2 separate regions of the Zea mays genome follow, and region 1 is linked to region 2. A link is a contact called in public Hi-C data. All regions are on one chromosome and are shown on one strand. Each heading gives the region's core, a stretch centred on a gene start, on an enhancer-like site or on the middle of the called end of the contact. The rest is flanking DNA. Distances are from core to core; before and after follow the strand shown. Region 1 holds the start of LOC100279147 (DEAD-box helicase family protein). Region 2 has its middle 190 kb from the start of LOC100278590.

Region 1 (6,161 bases), core at 359-2,858, 510 kb before region 2:
GCGTTGGAAAGCTAACTTGATAAGCTTTCTCACCATGTATAGCATGCTTAATGAAACTTCGTAGAATGATGCAGTTTAATACGAAAACTTGGTCATCAAGCAGACTGTTGACCTTCTGACCAGTCAGCACTAAAGTAGGTTGGCTGCCTTTTTGGTAGATTTGATTAAGTCGGCTTTAGAAGCATTGGAAACTGGACTTCAAGAGCTTTCCAAAAAGTACTTATGCGCCTTCATAGCTTTTGGGAATCAAAAGATATGACTGTTTCTTCTAGACGGTTCTATAGCGCTGGACTGACTCGGACATAGCTCTTCTTGCTGATTCGCCCTTGATATGTTTTGTCCTTCCTCTTTGGTGAACCTAAGTAATATCAACATACATGACTTAGGTAGCATAGAGTTCTCATTAGTGTTTAATTGAAATTCATAAAGTAGCGCGTGCACCTCTTGTTGTAGCTTCTTAGCTCGGCTACGTGTAATTGGTCCATCAAAGACTTGGGTTGGTGATGATGTTGGTTGTACTTGAGTTGATGTAGTATGACTTGGGGGTTGTAACGTGTTGCTTAATGGCGTGGTCGTATCAATGCATCTTCTTTTTCGAAATTCTATCTCAAAATAACCTCCAAGTTAAGCGTTCTTGGCTTGGAGCAATTTGGGATGAGTGACCGACTCGGAAGTTTTCTCGGGTGCACATGAGTGAGGACAAAGTGCGTACAAAGATCTGTGTTGGTCTGTGGGGACAATATATAATTCTAGAGAGCTGCCAGAAGTAAGTACCACCGGTCCAGGAGTGGACGAGGTGATACATTTCGCATTGGAGGCTATAAAACAATAACCCGATATACCATTGACCACAACCTAGATTCGAGCCAACCTTTATTTGGCCCCAGTTTGTTTCAACTTTTTTCGTACTTCTAGACACCAGAAGCTATTGCGGATTGGCAAACGTCCAGCTTTTTCAGTCCACTTTTATAAGAATAGCTTTGGTAAAAACCGTTCAAAGTCAACGTGAACACATAATCAACTGAGTCATCATAATAGTAGTAATCTGTCACTTTCTAGATTCTAAACTCTATAAACCTCTTAATCTTCTTTCCCACGTAATTCTCATGATATTCAGATTTTCTCTATAACTAAAGCTAAATTTCTAGAGAAGCTCGTGAGAAAAAAGTCCGAACAAAAATGTCTGCCCTTCTAAACTCTATAAACTTGTTTATCTTTTTTCCCACGTAATCCTCATGATATTCAAATTCTTTCTATAACTATATTTTCTCTATAACTAAAATTAAATTTCTAGATAAGCTCGTCATAAAAAAAGTCCGAACAAACATGCTTGCCCTCTTTGTCTCGGCCTCTCGGGCTTATTTTGTGTAACACAACACAAAGGGACCGTTTGTTTTAACTTTTTTCAGCTTCTGGCCACCAGACTGCCAACAACCAGCTTTTCAACATGTTTCTATAATAATTACTTTAAGCAAAACCATTTAAAATCAGCGTGAACACAGAACCAATTGAGTTGTTCTGATTATAAAAAATTGTTACTTTCTACGTTCTAAATTATATGAATTTTTTTATCTTATCTTCACCTAATCTTCACGATACACCTTTTCACATCTAGAGCGGAACAGGCCCAAAGCCCGCAGCTCGGGCTAAAACCCTAACGACCTGGCCTCGCCAAGACGCCAACACACCGGAACCCCCAAAATGGCACCGGCGCCGGAACCGACCGCAGCGGCCGCCGGCCGCAAGCGCAAGAAACCGCACGGGCCCTCCAAAATCATCGCGAAGAAATCCGCGGATCCCAAACGGGCATACGCGAAGAAGAAGAAAGAGAAGCATAAGCAAAAGGAGAAGAAGTCGCGGCTAAAACCCGCCGAGCCGGACCAAATCGCCGCCACCATCGGAGATGGCGTCGCAGGGGCAACGGTCCTACTGTCGGCATTGATGCAGCCGTCGCGGCAGCTCGAGTTTCTCCTCCGTAGCTTCGAGCGCGCCTCTAAGATGCGCCTCTCTCCTCTCGAACTCGATTCCTACTCAGGTATGCACCCCGTTCATCCTCGCGTTGGATTCAATTGAAATCGAGTTTCGCATGCAAGTTGGTGGAACACTACCTGAAGGCCTCTTCTGTTTGTACTCACTGCAGAGGGCTGCATGGTGCAGCTTGCGGAGGGAGCAGCCCAGGACGTCGAGAGCTTCGGTGATCATGTAAAAGGGGTGTTCGGCTCTTCGTGGAAGGAAGAGCTCTGTGAGGGAAATCACATCGATGGTGAGATCGCCGTGGGCAGCCCAACACTTCTGGTTATCAGCTCATCTGCTTTGCGATCTTTAGACCTACTGAGGTAGAATCTGTTGTTCCAAAGTGCAAGAACATGTTTTCAGTTTTGCACTGCATATTCTTTTAGATAATGAAGCAACTGGTTGTAGGGGTTTGAAGATGTTTACTAAAGAATGCCGACCAGTAAAGCTCTTTGCCAAACACTTGAAAGTGGAGGAGCAGGTCTGTATTTTCCCAGAAGTTGAAAATTGGTGTGGTTTATTTTAACTGTTCCATTTTAATATATTTGTCCAATGATCAAAATCCCAGCCGATACTTTGTATATTGCAATTTCTAAAATGTTAATTTTACCACTTCAACCACTACAAATGTCTTTTGTAGAGTATTGGATTGTTTCCTTTAATGATTTGCTGTATCTATAAGTGACTAAACTCATAATTCTACGGTACAACAAATATTGTTTTCGCAAGGACATTATTTTTTCTCTACTGTCTATCTGCATATACCACTCACAAAATCTAGTGGTAGCCCAGTAAATCTGGTACAAATCAGATAATTTTCCATCAATACTTTTGTCTTGGTTGATTTCTTTGGGTCCATAATTTGACTAAAAGAACGTGAATATGCTTGGTCCATGTAAGAGTTTTTTTTTGGAAAATGCATGGTTTTGATTTTTGAAAACAGTGCAAATGTAAATGTCACACCCGGATTTAAGTGCCAAACCTGGGCACGTTTTAAATGTGTGATAGTATCAAGTCTCACACATATGATGACTCATGGTACAGAAACGAATGTCACATTTTTAATATAATGGAGTTCTGTACAAAATAGTTAAATAATTACATCGTACGAAGACAATGATCCAGCAACCATAGTTAACTGGGAGACGACGGTCTAGATCTCTCACGAACTCATCGCGACATCTTTTATGCTCCTTATCCAGCAATACTTGTTTACGACCTTAGGGGATGTGAGTACAGCAAGGGTGATCTCACATACGTTCATTGTTCAACAAGTTGTGGGGAATAATGTGCATGATCTCACTTACAATAATGCTCATGTGAAGTGTAAGGCTTAACAATTGAAATGGTTAAAACTGATCATTGTTTTAAAGTTGGTCAAAATTTTATTAGCAGTTACTAAGTATAAGTAGATACCAACCCAAATAAATAAGAGATCAGTATTAATAACAAAACCCACAATGCAATGCATATGACAAATTAAGTTTAATTTTATAAATTACTCATGTGAGGGTCCGAGCCGCTCATGACCGTGAGCACGGCTGATATACCAGTTTTACATTCTGCAGAGGTTGCACATCTTTACCCACAAGTCGTGTTACCCATTTGCCATGAGTCATGAATCCCATACATCTCTACCGAGGAGACGAGGCAGGGTAGCACTACGACGCCGTTACAAAGTTACACTAGCTTTAGAAAACCCGCTACGGTTTTTGAGAAGGGCGATATAGAAATCCCTCGTCCGAAAAACCATCGCAGCATAATCGACTCGAGAACCTCCCTATACCGCAACTCTCCTACCGCCCTTGACTCTTTCGGGTAAGGTAGTCCTCCACTAGTTTTTCTAATTAGTCAGCCAAGGGCGTTCCATACCATCCTTGTGCTAGCACTGTTTTTACGGATGGTCGCTTCATGTTCCAATTAACTTAATGATTTTGTCATGAACAATAATAAACCAGCAATAATAGTGAAACATGATCATAATTCAATATAGCATTAATCCCAAAACCAGGTAGAGCAATAGCAAGTCTAATCAATAGTTCATTAGTTTGCAAGGTGTGGGATAAACAATACTAGGGTAACCTATTAGGTCCCATCAAATTAACCTGAGCATGTCACAGTGATTAACATGCATGATTTTTTAAAGCGGTAAGGCGAGCCAAGGCGTTGGACCACCGCCTGGACGCCTAGGCGTTGGGCCGAGGGAAGGGGTTTTAGGCCCAGCGCGTAGCTCATCCGTTTTTTCTGTTCTGTTTCCTTTTCTTCTCTTTTCTTTTCTATTTCCATTTTCAAACTTAAATTTAAATTCTTGTTTGATCTTCAGACTTCAAATACATAATAAAATACCAATGTGAGTATAACTCTTTACTGTTTGCCTTAATATTGTTTATTTTACCTCTTATTGTTTACTTATGGAAGGATAATTGACTAGATTAAAATTTTCTTTCTAGATTTTGATTTTCCCAATTCAAATAGCTAATAAGTTCAGACTTCAAAATTAATTCCTCGAAGTAAGTGCACAACCAGATAAACTCCAGCATGATGTATATGTATTTTATGTTTATTTATTCCTTTCTCTTACTTTGCTCACATAGTTATTTTCATGTATGACATCCAATAAGCAAGGAATTCACATTATTATATAACCCATTAGGTGTAATTCAGGTGCAATAATTCACCATCCTATTTATTTAAATGGGACCTGTCTCAACACATACTAAAATAACTCTAATACTAATTGTTGTATAACTAAAGTCTTAGATATCCTTACTATTATTCTTACAAATAATAAAAACTAGCTAATGCTCCTTAAAGCATTATTCAGGGTTTACAGTAAACTATAATACCACACTCTTTTCGGTGTTTTTCCACCTGTAAGTTTTGCTATTATTTTAGATTCCTACTGTTTTGGCTTTAGTTTTTTTAAACTATAAAATTTTCATGCAGGTGGCGATGCTTAATGCTCGAGTAAATATTGCCTGTGGTACACCGAGCAGGCAAGCAATCTTGACTATTCCAATTTTGAGCTATCTGTCTTTTTTGTTGTGTTTGGTCCATATCAATTGGGCTTATTTAGATTGTGGAACAAAGACCATTTTTGTGTCATTCTCAAAAGTTCAAAATGGTGGTAGTTGGTGTTTGTTATATCTTACAAAGAATACCTATTTTGTTGGCCTTCTTACATGCTAATGTTTGTGTCCCGTTTTCTTAAAGTTGCTTCAACTAGGACCTGTTGCCTCTATCATCTTTTCCACCTGTAAGATAGTCCTTTGGCATACCTATCAGCATCTGGCACTAATTCCTTTCTGATGTACAGGAGATCTATGTTTCATTTTATTAAGAAAGAGTACCCAAAATTTCAACACCATTCACGCAGGACACAATCCATCATAAGACGGATACGCCGCTAGTAAGAAAAGGAATGGCCCTAAGCCCCTAAAGGCTATGGAGATAGGTCAATGTTTCAGAGGTCGCTAGCCCTGGCTGCAGACTGTAGGGCTCCCTCGTCCTTTACAGCCCACACCACCACTGTTGCACGCAGGGAAGCACCATTAAACATGCAGCCCCTTCGGTGTTTACACATAACCCAAGCCACCATTTTTTTTGAGGTTCTATGTTGCTTGTCCAGCCTTTTGATTGTATGCTTACATCATCTGTTACTCATCAAATCTTGACTGTAAACTCTCTTATCAACATATCCTTCCTTCTCCGCACCTATTTGCCATATATCAATTTCTTTTACACGACACATTTGTGGTTGACAGGTTGGCAGCAACCCTGACCTCTAGCTTGCCTATGCAATATCCTAGTGAGGAGAGCTCTTCGATACAAGTTTGCTTATGCAATTTCCTAGTGAGGACAGCTCTTGGATATCATGCTTGCAAGCAATTTCCTACTGAGAACAGCTCTTGGATATCAAGCTTGAATTGACCTATTACTAGATTTTTCTAGGGCCACAGTAGAGTTTTTCTCAGGGCATACGCAATCCTATCTTTTGCCTTATACTGTTATTTCTAAAAAATGTTATGAAGTTCTATTGAACTTCATGAACATGTTTGCACTGATTTGCTAGAGATTCTTCTAAAGAACTTTACGCCTTAGTTTAATTGCATTGTGGTCCTTAAAGGCTGATTTTTTTTAAAAAATCT
Region 2 (6,024 bases), core at 1,686-4,185:
TCGGCTTGACAGAAGGCAAAGATACAAGCGTGACGCACTAGCGAGTACAAGTCAGCGTGAACAGTATGGGGGTACTGTTCATCTATTTATAGGCACAGGACGCAGCATGCGCAAAATTACATTCATGCCCTTCATATTCACTATTGACACTATTAACTTAATAACAATCTATCGAGGACTAGATAGCCTTTTCCTTCTTAAGTTGGTTCCTCTTTCTGCTACTGAGCCGAAGCATCCTTGCGCGTAGCTTCGGCGCTGGTTCAACCTTCGTTCCGATCCTGCTTTCCATATTGTGTACAACTTCATCCTGAGTCCGAAGGTTCCTATACATATATTATGCTTGGGAAACATTGTTAATCATGTTTTTGAGGACCTTCGGAAGACGAAGGCCCCCAACAGGCACGACAGCGAAGCGAACTACACCCCAGTTCCTCTAATTATTCAGCTAAGGGCGTCCCATTCCACCCTCATGGTTGCACTGTTTTCCTGGGCGGTCATCCAACGAACAGGTCCTTACGGAGAGGCACTCGAGAAACCGCTCGAGTCCCCTTAAATGACACAAGTATATCATCATATCCAGAAAAAAACCATAATATCATCATTGTATCTCATCATGTTCATTGATTAAAGTAAAGCGCTAGCATGAAGCTAACCATAGTAACCCAAAAGGTAATCAAGGACAAGGTAAATAGAAAGCTAGTCAATCCTTATGTTGTTCATAGTATGCGGGACAGTGAATTATAAAGTAAATGGGATATAATGGGTCAGAGGACACTTGCCTTCACCAAACAGATGCTCAGGGTCTTCGATCTCGTAGAACTCAAAGAGTTCGTTCACTTGGTCGTCAAAGCTTGATCGTCATTCCTCGAAGCTCGAAAACAGATCGCATTCTATTCGCGTTACATAGCGAATACCAACAGGCACAAAAAATAGACATATGTATATGCATAAGAATATTACACCATTCAAATAAAAACATAATAAAATTTACAAAACAAAATAGAGCTCGCTATTATGGTCACGCAAGGAAAAGAAACGCGATAATCGGAGCTACGGTCGAGAAGTTAGCGCATTTACGCTAAACAAATATTAATCATAACATTATCAAACCTAAATTATAACTGCTATTAAGTTTTGGTTAATTTGCTACACTAACAGCTGTCAAATAAATAAGTAATATAGTTAGCACGAGAAATTCTAAGCGAGGCGAGTTTATGATGCGCGAAACGGCACGACTGCATGCGACACGACGACCATGAGCACCACACGCGGAAAGCGCGCGCGGCCACGTGCAAAGGAGCACGCGGAAAGCGCGCGCGGCCATGTGTTACCATGAGCAAAGGACGCGAGATGATGCGCGCGAACAACACGCGACGATACACGTACAAGACGCGCGGCGCAAACGCGCGAACAAGTAACGGCGATGCGCAAATAGCGTGTGACATGCGAAAACTACTAATCTATGTTGTATTTATACTAAACAAATATTAAATGCAACACTGAAACTGGCATAACCGCTATAACAGGTATTTATCACATGTCTCGATAGAATTAACACTTAGTTCTGATTGGTTAAACACTCGGTTAATCATCATTCAATCACGTAAATTAATTAACGTGAGTGATTCTATACGAAATAGTTTATTGCCGCGTGACAGGACACGCAACCCGCTAAACAAGGTGCGCGAAACGGCACATGCGACAACGCGCGTCGACACGTGTGAACGACACGCACGATGCGCGCGAATGGCACGCGCTGACTTAAAACACGCTACGCGAATATTGATTATGATATTGTATTTGACTTAGCCATAATAGCAAGCAATTGTTGTAAGCACCAATAAAATCATTACTTAACTTTGATTGTGTTGGTACTCGAATAATCACCATTTTAATATGTCGTTAATTAGCACGAGCGATTCTAGGTGGGATGGTTTAGTGAAGCGCGACGAGACGTGCAACGCACGAGAGCGATGAGCACGCTACGCGCGAGGTAGCACGCGCGATGGCGCGGATAGGCAACATGTTTGACGCACGAACAAATGATGGATGCGATGGCGGGGTTATGGACACGTAGGGGGTAGACGATCCTCCATTCTCACCTCGGGACGTCGCACAACGAGGACGGGTATTCAGCCAACGGCGATGGCGAGCTCCAGACGGCGAGTGCGCGGCGATGACGAGGCAAGCGCGACGACAAGCTCGACGGGGATGGCGATGCTCCGGCAGGACGAGCCCGACGGGAAAAGGTGCGACGGGCGGGCACACGCGCACGTCGCACTGGGTGGGGGCCGCTGGCTACACCGGCAGGGGAGCACGCCTGGGCAAAGGCACTGCGCTAGGGCGCGCAGGGCCACGGAAGGCCGCACCGAGTTGCGCTCCGGGCAGGCTGCCGCGCAGGCTGGCCACGCAGGCTACCGCACAGGGCAAGCCGCGGGCCGCCGCTGCGAGCGCGTCGCGGCGGGCTGGCCACGCACTGCGCGCTGTGCTGGGCGTGCTGTCGCGTTGGCTGGCCACCGCACTGGCTGTGCCGAGCTCGCGCGCGCTCGCGCCGGCTGGCCACGCCGGGCGTGCTGCCGCGTTGGCTGGCCACGCCTGGGGTGGAGCAGGGGCAGCTGGCTGGGCCACACCGCCGGCCGTCGCGCCCTGGCCGCCAGCCACTGCGCCAAGCTCGCAAGGTCCCCCAATGGAACCGGCGAGGGAGAAACAAGGGAGAGAGGGGGGAGAAGGTGGAATAGTGCGGGCGTGGGGGCATGTTTGGCGGATGGAGCAGTTTGAGAAGATGAACAGTGGGCGACGCTCGTGCGATTGACAGGTGCGCCCGGCGACATGCGTGGCTGGGAAATGCGGCGGCGCGGGCTCTAGGGTTTAGGGGGAGGGGCGCGCTGCGCCGGGTGGGCCGCTGGCGCGCGTGGGCTGGCTGGGGTGGCTGCTGGGCTGGCGCGCAGAGGGGGGACGTGCGGGTTTGGCCTGCTGGGCCGCGGGCGCGAGGCTGCATACGGGGACGGGCGCGTTGGGCTGCGGGGGGGAAGGCACACTGCGCCAGGTGGGCCACGCGCGTTGGTTGGGCCGCGGGAGGGGGACTGGGTCGTGCTGGCTGGGGTGGTTGTTTCCCCCTTTTTTATTTCTTCTTCTTTTCTTTATCCACTTCTTTCCAACTTGAGCACAACTCACAATTCTCAATGAATGCACAACAAAATCACTCTTCAAACAAAATACTCATGTGTTCCAGCATGATACAACAATCAAAACTCCTTTAGGATTTTATTTTACTTGGTTTACACATAGATATAAAACGAAGTAATTCTTCACCCTTTAGGAAAAACAAAAGAAAAATAAGGAAAAGAGAGAGTAACACCTGAATTTGATGGATATTAGGAAAGAAATTTTATACCCCCAAATTCAGGGTGTTACAACCAGGTACGTCAGTCAAGTGCCTGGCATAGCAAGGTGTCGAGCGCATCGTGGAAGTGACACCCGCGAGCGGTGTCACGAGTGATGGGTCGAGCAACCCATCCCTCCGGCTCCTGCTCCTCTGAAAGGTCGGTGTTGTGGCTCGAGCTGTTGTCGTCGCCTTCGTCGTCGGGGTCTCCTCCAACAGCTAGTCCAGTGGCCGGGACGCGAGTGCTGGTGCAGGGGGCGCCTCCAGCGGGGGCACAGGGGAGCAGCTCCTCACAGACTCTATCTCCTGCTGAAGCGAGAAAGAAGAGCCCTACTGCTCCAGCTCCTATCGCCGACGCTCCTGCTCCTCGGGCAGGTGGTGGTGCAGCCTCTCCAAATGGCTAGACTAACCAGTCACCGGACGGCGAAGAAGACGCTCCGCGAGACGAGAAGGCAAGAAAGGAATGACTGACTTCTGTGCAGTGTGTCTAAGACGAGCCATCTACAAAAGACACTGTAAGCATAAGAGTGAGAATAGAGCTAGTATGACCAGCAAGTAAACCATAAAAAAATTAGGAATTAGAATAAAACAAATTTTTCAGCAAGGTATAATATATATAGTAGAACATAGATTTGGTCGATATGACCAACTTTTGAAGGGATACCAAAGTCAAGGTGATAATAGGGGTCTATAATCCTTAGAGCGACCATTCTACTCTAGGTTAGCGGTCCTACAGTTAGCACGGCTTTGATACCACCTATGTCACACCCGGTTTTAGAAGGCAAACCGAATGCGAACCATGTACGTGCCAGGATCAGCAATTCACGTACACAGCAGTTACATAACTGGACATCATCACACAGTGCTCAAATAATAACATAAGAGAAGGTATAATAGTCGGTTACATCATGATGTCCGAGACATCCACATAGTCTTTAACAATTATCAAAGTGCGGAAAAGAAACATAGATAAACACGGCCTTCACAGGCAGCCGACTAAGGGTTTGCCACTAACCCACGCCTAGAATTCATCGTACTCTTGGAACTCCTGGAAGTCCTCCTCCACGACTTCTTCTTCACCTGAGCAGTGGTTGCAACGCGGACAACCTGGGGGAGGGGGGGTTTGGTGTGTAAAGCAAGGGTGAGTACACATCAACATACTCAACAATATGTCCCGTTTGGCTGTAGTGGACTATCTTCATGTAGGGTTAAATCAAGCAGTTGCTTTTAGATGGTTAGTTTATTATTACTAGTAGCAAGCCAGGTTTTAGCATTAACCCAAGTTATTAACCCAATGTACCCTTTCCAAATGGTAAGAATACCACTTACCATTACCATAGTCATAACCAAAACCATCATCCTCATCACCACCTGTAAACCAAACATCTCTGATCAAGTATCTCTAATCAATGGAGCTCCCTTGGCCGCTCATAACCGCAAGCATGACTGATATATCAGTTTCATAACACTCTGCAGAGGTTGCGCACTTTACCCACAAGTCACGATTCCCTCTTGCCTCTGGCCTATCAAACCCTTAGACACTACTAAGGTGAATAGGCAGTGTTTCACTACGTAGCCTTTACAAAGATTCCCTGAGGTTGTAGTCGCCCGTTAGGTTTCCTAAATGCACCGCACTCCTCCCCAAGGGGCGAACCAACCTTGGAAGAGCGAGCCACATACACCGAGCCCCGTTAACAGCACGACGGCGAAGCGAACTACACCCTAGTTCCTCTAATTATTCAGCTAAGGGCGTCCCATTCCACCCTCATGGTTGCACTGTTTTCCCGGGCGGTCATCCAACGAACCAGTCCTTACGGAGAGGCACTCGAGAAACAGCTTGAGTCCCCTTAAATGCCACCAGTATATCATCATATCAAAAGGGAAAACAGCATATCATAGATAATCTCATCATGTTCATTGATAAATGTGAAGCACTAGCATATGGCTAAACCAAAATAACCCAATCAGAATAGGTAAACAAGGACAAGATAAACAAAAGCTAGTCAATCCTTAGGTATAAACTGTGTAAATGCGGGGAGTGAATTATAAGAATGAGTAGGACATAGATGGGTCAAGGGACACTTGTCTTCACCAACCAGCTGCTGCTCAGGGTCTTCACCTGCAATTCCTTCGGACTCCACCAACTGATCATTATCTATACGAGTTCAAACATACATTCCACACATTTAATACAAAAGAACAGTACACCATACAATAGAATGTTATAAATAAACAGACACTTGGCGCAAGGCTCACACCTACAACTAAGCGAGAAAGAGAGAGTAACGGTTGAGGCTACAGTCGAAGAGCGATCACGTCACACGATTATAAATCAAAATAATCGTCTAAACAGAATGGTATTAATTTGGCCATCGCGCTATACATAGGATAAAATCATGTTCCATGTTTAATCATTATAAATAGATCAAAGTAAATTTTAAAAGGATTGTCACACAGTGAAACGAGCGACGCAACACTTAGACTGAGTTAAGAATAAATCGACTCGTCGCGCGACGGAGCGTACCATGAGACACTTGAATTAATTATGAAAATAACGTCAAGTGCCGCGCGACGAAGCGCACGACGGCATACGTCATCCAAACTGAATTTAAAACGAAGCGTCGCGCGTCCAGTGTATACAA

The links. Hi-C and Micro-C count contacts between places; a contact is called where the count stands out from the background.
Region 1: a Hi-C map of ear shows a contact between it and region 2, with 4 times the contacts expected there. The contact joins the promoter of LOC100279147 here to the enhancer-like site in region 2. A contact is called at or near these places in 3 of 25 Hi-C or Micro-C datasets (ear, endosperm and tassel).

What each region holds. Positions count from the first base shown.
Region 1 is chr2:82,030,316-82,036,476 of Zm-B73-REFERENCE-NAM-5.0, reverse strand. It overlaps LOC100279147 (DEAD-box helicase family protein), which reads left to right and starts at 1,608. Exons shown (of 6, transcript NM_001152182.1): 1 at 1,608-2,035; 2 at 2,141-2,336; 3 at 2,422-2,494; 4 at 4,960-5,009. The coding sequence starts at 1,702.
Region 2 is chr2:81,519,547-81,525,570 of Zm-B73-REFERENCE-NAM-5.0, reverse strand. No RefSeq gene overlaps it. Among protein-coding and RNA genes, the nearest start is that of LOC100278590, 190 kb to the left of the region's middle. Within about 2 kb of position 2,935, at least 18 of the 20 cell types and tissues checked have an H3K27ac peak or open chromatin away from gene starts, as enhancers often do. A contact at or near this core is called in ear and tassel, where this site is marked.